Linked DNA regions of Mus musculus: region 1 is linked to region 2. Evidence: chromatin contacts called from public HiCAR-type data. All regions are on one chromosome and are shown on one strand. Each heading gives the region's core, a stretch centred on a gene start, on an enhancer-like site or on the middle of the called end of the contact. The rest is flanking DNA. Distances are from core to core; before and after follow the strand shown. Region 1 has its middle 160 kb from the start of H2al2a. Region 2 has its middle 4.4 kb from the start of Mir6419.

The links. HiCAR-type assays count read pairs that join an accessible place to other places.
Region 1: a contact with region 2 is called in a HiCAR-type map of astrocytes, with 2.2 times the contacts expected there. The contact joins two enhancer-like sites. A contact is called at or near these places in 4 of 39 promoter capture datasets (embryonic stem cells, hippocampal neurons, liver and 1 more), 1 of 115 datasets of contacts at active chromatin or transcription factors (astrocytes) and 1 of 9 other capture datasets (embryonic stem cells).

Annotation. Positions count from the first base shown.
Region 1 is chr2:17,838,161-17,841,909 of GRCm38.p6, forward strand. No RefSeq gene overlaps it. Among named protein-coding and RNA genes, the nearest start is that of H2al2a, 160 kb to the right of the region's middle. Within about 2 kb of position 1,396, at least 33 of the 459 cell types and tissues checked have an H3K27ac peak or open chromatin away from gene starts, as enhancers often do. A contact at or near this core is called in astrocytes, where this site is marked.
Region 2 is chr2:17,557,317-17,560,832 of GRCm38.p6, forward strand. It overlaps a transcript of Nebl not described here. Among named protein-coding and RNA genes, the nearest start is that of Mir6419, 4.4 kb to the right of the region's middle. Within about 2 kb of position 1,780, at least 18 of the 459 cell types and tissues checked have an H3K27ac peak or open chromatin away from gene starts, as enhancers often do. A contact at or near this core is called in astrocytes, where this site is marked.

The DNA.
Region 1 (3,749 bases), core at 146-2,645, 280 kb after region 2:
TTCTGCCTCTGCACCTCCAGTCAGTTCCTGCTTCGTACCTGGCGTCTCTGAAAGAGAAGAACGCTGCCCTTCCGTGTGCCCTCACTAAAGTCTCGGCCACACACAAGGCAGTACCTCCATTAGCCCAGAGCACTTTTCTTTGTTTTCCATCATGCTTCCAGGAGCAGCAAGCAACAAACAACAAACAAGCAACATGTGCAAAACATCAACAGATATCGTACGCTTCAAATCTCAGGGCAGCGGGGGAGGCTGCTGTGGGCAGGAAGCATGCCATTCAAGTTGGTACAGAGGGATAGTCAATTGCAATGATCGCTTTGATCTGCTGATCCCCTTATCGGATTCCTCTCTGCGATTCTGCTTATGGGGAGAGTTTTTTTCTCTCTCATCACTAATCATCTTGCAGGTCCTGGTTTATACCTATTAGACTAAACACACCCTGGGGAAGTAGTGGCTAACTCTGGTCTGTACACATCTGAGATGTCAAAGCGGCAGGAATCCACAGAGCTCCGGGCTTCTCTGATTAATGTCACCGACATGAAACATCCAAATTCTCTGAAAACAAAGCGACTTTCTTTGGACTCCAACTTCAATTCTAGCCTTCAAAAAAGGATGCTGAGGACCATGATGGAATTGTTTCCACCCTGGGTGTCTTACCTTTGAAATAAAGGGGTGTATCACCTTTGACACACACCCACATGCCCAAGGCAACCCATCTTCCTGGCCCTGTCTCTCACTCCCGGCTGTTGCCATGGTTTGCTCAGAAGAGCAGCTGCCCAGAGACAGCATGGAAATGGAGTGCACACTGAGTCAGTCCAAGTATCGTCTAGGATAATGAGCAGAGGTCTCAGGATTTTGAAAGCCAAAATGCCCTGTCTTTTGTAAGGCTGCCCTCAATGGAAAGGGGACAAAGGGAGGAAGGCCTAAGTAAAACAGACTTTGTCTTATTAACCTGGTGCACACGCCTGTGATCGGTGGCTTAGCTGGCAAATTGCAAGGACCTCGATGGGAGATTCAGAATGCAACAAGTGGATGTTGCTATGGAAACGGATCAAATGAACCCCAAGAATGAAGGCCCTCAGCCTGGGGAGAATGCTGGAAGAGGGTGGATGTTGCTTTGAATGCGCTGAGCTGATGTCGGAAGCCCGTGCAAGGGGAACGGCTTCCGAGGCTCTCGCTAACTTGGCGTCCTGAGGGCGACACGAGAAGCTTGCCCCAGGTCAGTTGGTTTAGAAAAAGACGAAGACGTTCTCTGCCCCTCGGCTGAGGACCCAGGCTGCATGAACCTCTGCTAGCTCCAGACTCAGTTGGCCCGAGGCCTGCTGTCCACAGGGCCTGGGAAGTGTGTTCCATCTACAAAAGTCCCTACCCCCATCCTTCGGTGCCAAGGCTGGAAACTCTGGGTGAAACAAAGGAAAGAGACAAACTGGGGCTTTGACTCACTCAAAGAATGGGCAGTCGGGCAGTGGGAGGGTTTACTCTCAGGAAGTGATCAGATTCAAGGTCATACTCCCAAACCCTCCCTCCAAGAAATGCTTCATTTTCCAGATAAAATTAGACTGTGTCAGAGCACACTGGATAAATTTAGGGTTCTACCCTGAGGCTTGGGTTGGGGACAGAGCTGGATTTAATAACATCTGTCATCCCTTCCAGACCCGTGATTCTGTGATAATTGGCTGGCGGGAGCACTGGTTTTCCAGGACACCCATGATTACAAGGCACTCTTTAAATGCACCGTGTAGACACTCCAAACAGCACAGTTGTAGATAATTACCCAGTTGGGAGTTTCTATATATGTAATAACTAACACAGGATAGGCTAGTCAGAGTCAGGGGGCCAGAAAGGTTCTCTGAAAAGGAGAAGTCAGTCCTCGGGGTCCTGAAGGAAGCACGTGAGTCTTCTACTTTGCTCTACTCTATCTACTGTGTGCACAGATGGAGTTCTGTGTCTGGGGTGCTCAAAGTCACAGTAACAAGCCCAAGGGTGGCCATAACAGCGCCAAACAGAGAGGAACACTGAGTTCTAGGCTTTATCCAAAGCTGAGCACCACTCATGCAAAAACCCACAGTGCTCCACAATGTGAAACAGGTTCAATGCCCGTGAGATATGACAAGTCTTCATTCAACACAAACCTTGTTTCAAGCTCAAACTTATTTAAAAATACTGTATTAATTTGCATCTGGATTATGTGCATAAAGTATATATGAAACATGAGTCTTAGGCTTAATGTCAAGTATCAGTCTCAAGCTATTTCCCTACATGTACGCAAACATTTCCTACTTCTGAAACACTCAGAACCTGACTTTTGGAAGATAAGAGTATCAGGTCAAAGCTGTAAGCACGTGAGTTGGGATCTGTGGTCATTTGAATGAAAATGGCCCAATCAAAGAAAACACATGGTGGGACTCATGGCTCTAGCTGCGTATGTAGCAGAGGATGGCCTAGTGCCAACCACAATTCAGCTTTAGTATTTAAAATGCACCCCTCTCACAGCTTGTGACCACTCAGAAGAGAATGATAACTACAAAATCAGGATGATGTCAACAAAAGTATGGGACAGATCTGGAGGTAGTGTACAACTTGTAATGTGCTCAGAAAAATTAAGACTTAAGACGCTATATCCAAGTTTATGATAGTTTACATGGTGTGTAGACTATAACTACTCGGTGGATTTTAGTTACCATATCTGATCAATTTTAGATCTTAAACATAGTTCAGTGGTAGGACACTTGGCTAGCATGTAATGTGCCTGAGTTCAGTCCTTAACACTGAAACAATAGTGACAATGACAATAATAATAATATCTTGCCACATCTACTCAGGAGATTAAAGCAAGAAAATTACATCAGCCCTGGAGTTCAAGGTCAGCTTGGGCAATAAGGTGACTCTGCCACTCAATATGGTAATAGTAACAATAATAACGATAACCGTAATAGCATTAAAAGTCTATTTTGGTCACTGTGAGATCTGAATGTCTCATGAGAATGCAAAAAAAGCAATTCTTCCTGGGAGCAACAGAAATAAGGGTGTTTGTGACTTGTCCCATCTCCCTCTGGACAGGCCTCTCCTGAAGGCATTTCTAGTAGAATGTCAGTTTGGCGCCTCTGAGAGGGCACAGCTGTGTGGAGGCACACAGTAAGACAGACAACTCCAACTGCTGTCTCAGGCAGGGCTGGACTGAAGCCAACAGGCCTACCTCCCTGAGATGAGAACAAGAAACAAGAATGCCTGTGACAGCCATCTCCTGAGTTTCACGGAGATGAGATCTTCAGGATAAAACCTTGCAAGAGCTCTGAGATTCTTGGGAGCACAATGAATGGAGTTGCTTTCATCTTCCTTATCCTCTAAAGAGTGGGTGTTTAATATTCCAAAGCAGGCCAATTTGTCAAACAAAATAATAAATGCTTATGGTTGGAAATACCCAGCCACACCAGAACATTTTACTTCAAAGGTTAGATGTTCCTTTATTATCAAAGATTACTAATATCAACACTTGAGGTAAGAACCCACAGCTCATTAATGCTGCATATAATTGCACCAAGCTGTCCACACTAGCTTTTTCCGCTGGGCTAAATCTGTTGTTTATCAAGACTCACTGAAGAGAATATATTTGCATATTTTAGTGAGAGTAAATGTCTAATAGAGTAAAAAGTTTACCTCTAAGGTAGCGGTCTTCTCTTCCAGCTTTGGTCTCCAGGTATAGATCTGTGCCATCTTCTATTAATTTCCAGTCTGACTTGCACAGAGCAAAC
Region 2 (3,516 bases), core at 530-3,029:
CAAACTTTGTCTCTGTAACTCCTTCCATGGGTGTTTTGTTCCCATTTCTAAGGAGGGGCATAGTGTCCACACTTCAGTCTTCATTCTTCTTGAGTTTCGTGTGTTTAGCAAATTGTATCTTATATCTTGGGTATCCTAGGTTTTGGGCTAATATCCACTTATCAGTGAGTACATATTGTGTGAGGGTTAGGGATTTTAAAAGAAACCTGTTTATCTAACCATCAAATGAAACTTTCATAGGGATATAGATTTTTTGAATATTCATTTAGCTCTTTCCATGATTATGGTACAGGGGAAAAAAAACCTACCTCAAAAGCCAGTGACTTGACAATAGCTCTCACTTATTTTTCTTGGTCATGGGTGGGAAAATTAGCCATTGTATCTACTCAGCTCCACATCTCAGAGGAAGTTCATTTCTGTCTCTTGTGTTTTCTCATTCTCCTAGATCAGTAGCTACCCAGAATGTAGTCCTATGGTAAGTGGCAGTGGTTCCAGGAGACATACTATGCAGAGAGGAACATCCAAGACCTCTGCTGAGATCATGTCTGCTCCAAGTCTATTGGCTGGCATGAGTCACATAATGAAGGCATGGCTGACATCAATGGGGTGATAACATCTTGACCAACAGAATATCCTATAAAGTCATGAGGCAACAGCATAAGAATATATGCCTGAAAGGGAGATGTGATGAATGGGGGCAATCATTGTAATGGAGTATAGAAGTTACCCCTCCATATCTACAGCATACCACCCTAACTATTAAGGAGAAAATACATTGGTTTCCTATGACATAGAGGGCTTCAGCCACCTCTCACCTCCATCCTCATCTGACCCAGTGGTACCTTATATCATAGATCAAGATTAGATCAGATCCCCAAAATGTCAAATTAGGCTACAGCCACATAAAGAACTACACCACTTTACAACAAAATCATTTCACAGCACATACTTGAATGTTAGTATTTCTTCAATTACCAAATTCTTCCTGCATGCTAATTTAATCTGCCTTTCAGGCCAGCTAGCTAAATCATGTTTTCTCACATTTTGAATTACACCGTCCTAAATGGAATACACCTTGTCACAGAGTCATTTATTTGATGTCATAGTTAATTGCTCTCTTTAGTCCCCGCATGTGTAGTCAATTTATCAGACAAAACGTATTTGAACTTGAAACTGATTCCATGGAAGTGAGGCTAGAGGCAAAGTGCAGCTAAGGCATCTCCAGAGGGATCTTTCAGTGAATTTAATCTATGACATCCAAAAAAGAGTAATTGCATCTACTATATACATAAATCTCAGCCCTGGAAATCCCGGCAGTAATTGATGAATATGAAGATGATTCAAATGTAATTAATTTAATGTCTTTTGCTTTCAAAATTCAGACTAAGACATAATTTGTTTCATTGACCAGGATCTAAGAAGTCGGGCATTTTAATGCTATATCAAGCTACCTCAGAAAATTAAGGGGTGGCCCTGTCTTTATAGTCACCTCTCCTGTTAGCAACCACAGATGCCTGCACTGAATCAGAAAACTCTTGAGTGGTCCCCTCACTTCTGATGCAAAGAACCAACTTCAAAATAAGGGGAAATGTAGAGAAATTATCTTAGAGGGAAATTTTTACTCAGCATCTCCCAGCAACTTAGAGCAAGAGTTCAAGGACAGCAGAGTCAGAATGGAGATTCTGACATCATAAGGATGATTTCAGTGGATAGGGACAGTGGCCAGTGCTGCCTTACTGGGACAGAGGATATATCATCACATCAAGTGTGAAGACAGATGTTTGGCCACCCTACCCGTGAGAAGTGTGGGGTGGGGAGCACAGGGCCATAGCTGCCATTTCTGTGCCGAAATAAACCTGCCACATAAAAGGAAAAGGGTTCCTGAGCTTGATTAAGACCTAAAAGTAGAGATTTTTCCTGTTCCGTGCAATTATGAGGAGTTTCTCAGCAACACTCAGGAATACCAATGAGCAGCTCTATGGTAACCAAGGAGACAAATCCACCAGCAAAAGTAAGTGGGAGGGGCTAGGAAAGCAGAGAGAAACCCCCAACTTTACTGTTCTTCTCTTCATAAACTACAGCTAACACAAAACATGCTGAGAGGGGCTGATATTGTCTTTTAATTCACCAAACCTACTTTCGTGGCTTATTCTTGCACCATCTTTACACATCAGAAGGTGATGAAGCTGTTTCTGAGCTTTCTAAAAACACTGCTCAGTTAGAAAAATCACCACTCCTGAGTGGAGAAGCTGGAGATGCTGGGTGCTCAGAGCAGGGGCTCTCACTTCATCCCAACCAGCTCACCCTCTGTGGGATGAATGCTTCTTCCTTTACAGTGGATGCTATTGTTGTTTTTAACTTTGGACTCCCTTTTTTTACAGTCTTAACCAGGAATCTTCCAGGACCAGACTCCCTCCCACAACTAATCTCCACCAGAAAGTGCCAGAGAACAGCATGACCTGACTCTTAACTCAGATGACTCTACATGGGAGTCTGACGCCCCCAAACTCCTCATGAACCTGAGAAAGTTCAGACTTTCTAGATGCTTCTTAGAGAGAAGAATGATCAGTCACTGTGATGCCGACCCTAGCTGGGAGCTACAGCGTTGCCAGGAAACATCCAGCTCGTTGAAATTATTGCCTTCCCAGCAGAGTATATTTTACATAAAATATGCCCCAAATAACTACATCTTCTCACACAACTGAGACTTGCTACTTGAAATGTCTTGAAGTATGAATGTTTTTGCTTGGATTGTTCACCTAATAGTGTGATTGCTCTTGGTTCAAGACGTTGAGCACAAAGAGAGATGCTAATGTATTTTAATCATCAATAGAGTGCCTTAAAGTTTGTGAAAGTTGCCTATGGATTTTAAAGGTAACTTTACTCACTTACTTGTTTACTGCTACTTTAAAATTCTACAAATTTAACCATTTGGGTGTGTATAAGTAAAATAAGTAAATATACATATTTGTACTTCTTTTTTGATACCAGGTCTTAGTATGTACCTCTAGCTGCTCTAAAACTTGCTACATAGGCCAAACTGGCACTCAGAGAGGTCCTTTGCCTCTGCTTCCACCGTGCTGGGATTAAAGGTATTCATCACCATGCCTGGCTTTTAAAGGTTATCCCTGGCCTTGAACTCAGAAATCCCCCTGCCTCTGCCTCCCGAGTGCTGGGATTAAAGGCATGTGCCACCACGCCCGGCTTCTGTCTCCTCTTCTTAACTTCAGAAAGATTAACCCTGAAGTCCATGACTAGGCCCTGTCAATGAGCTCATCCTAGCTCCTCTATGTTGCTTAAACTTTGTTCATTTTAGCTAAGGGTGTACTCAGTGATAGAGCACCTGGCTCGTGTACACAAGTCCCTGTTTTCAGTCACCAGCACTGAAAAAGAAAACAAACAACACAAAACAAAAATAAATAAGTAAATTAAATAAGTAAAAACTTCAAACTTCAAGTTGATTCCAATAGATCCCAGACTTCAAATTCTTCAGATACACCATCTCCTGAGATCCAT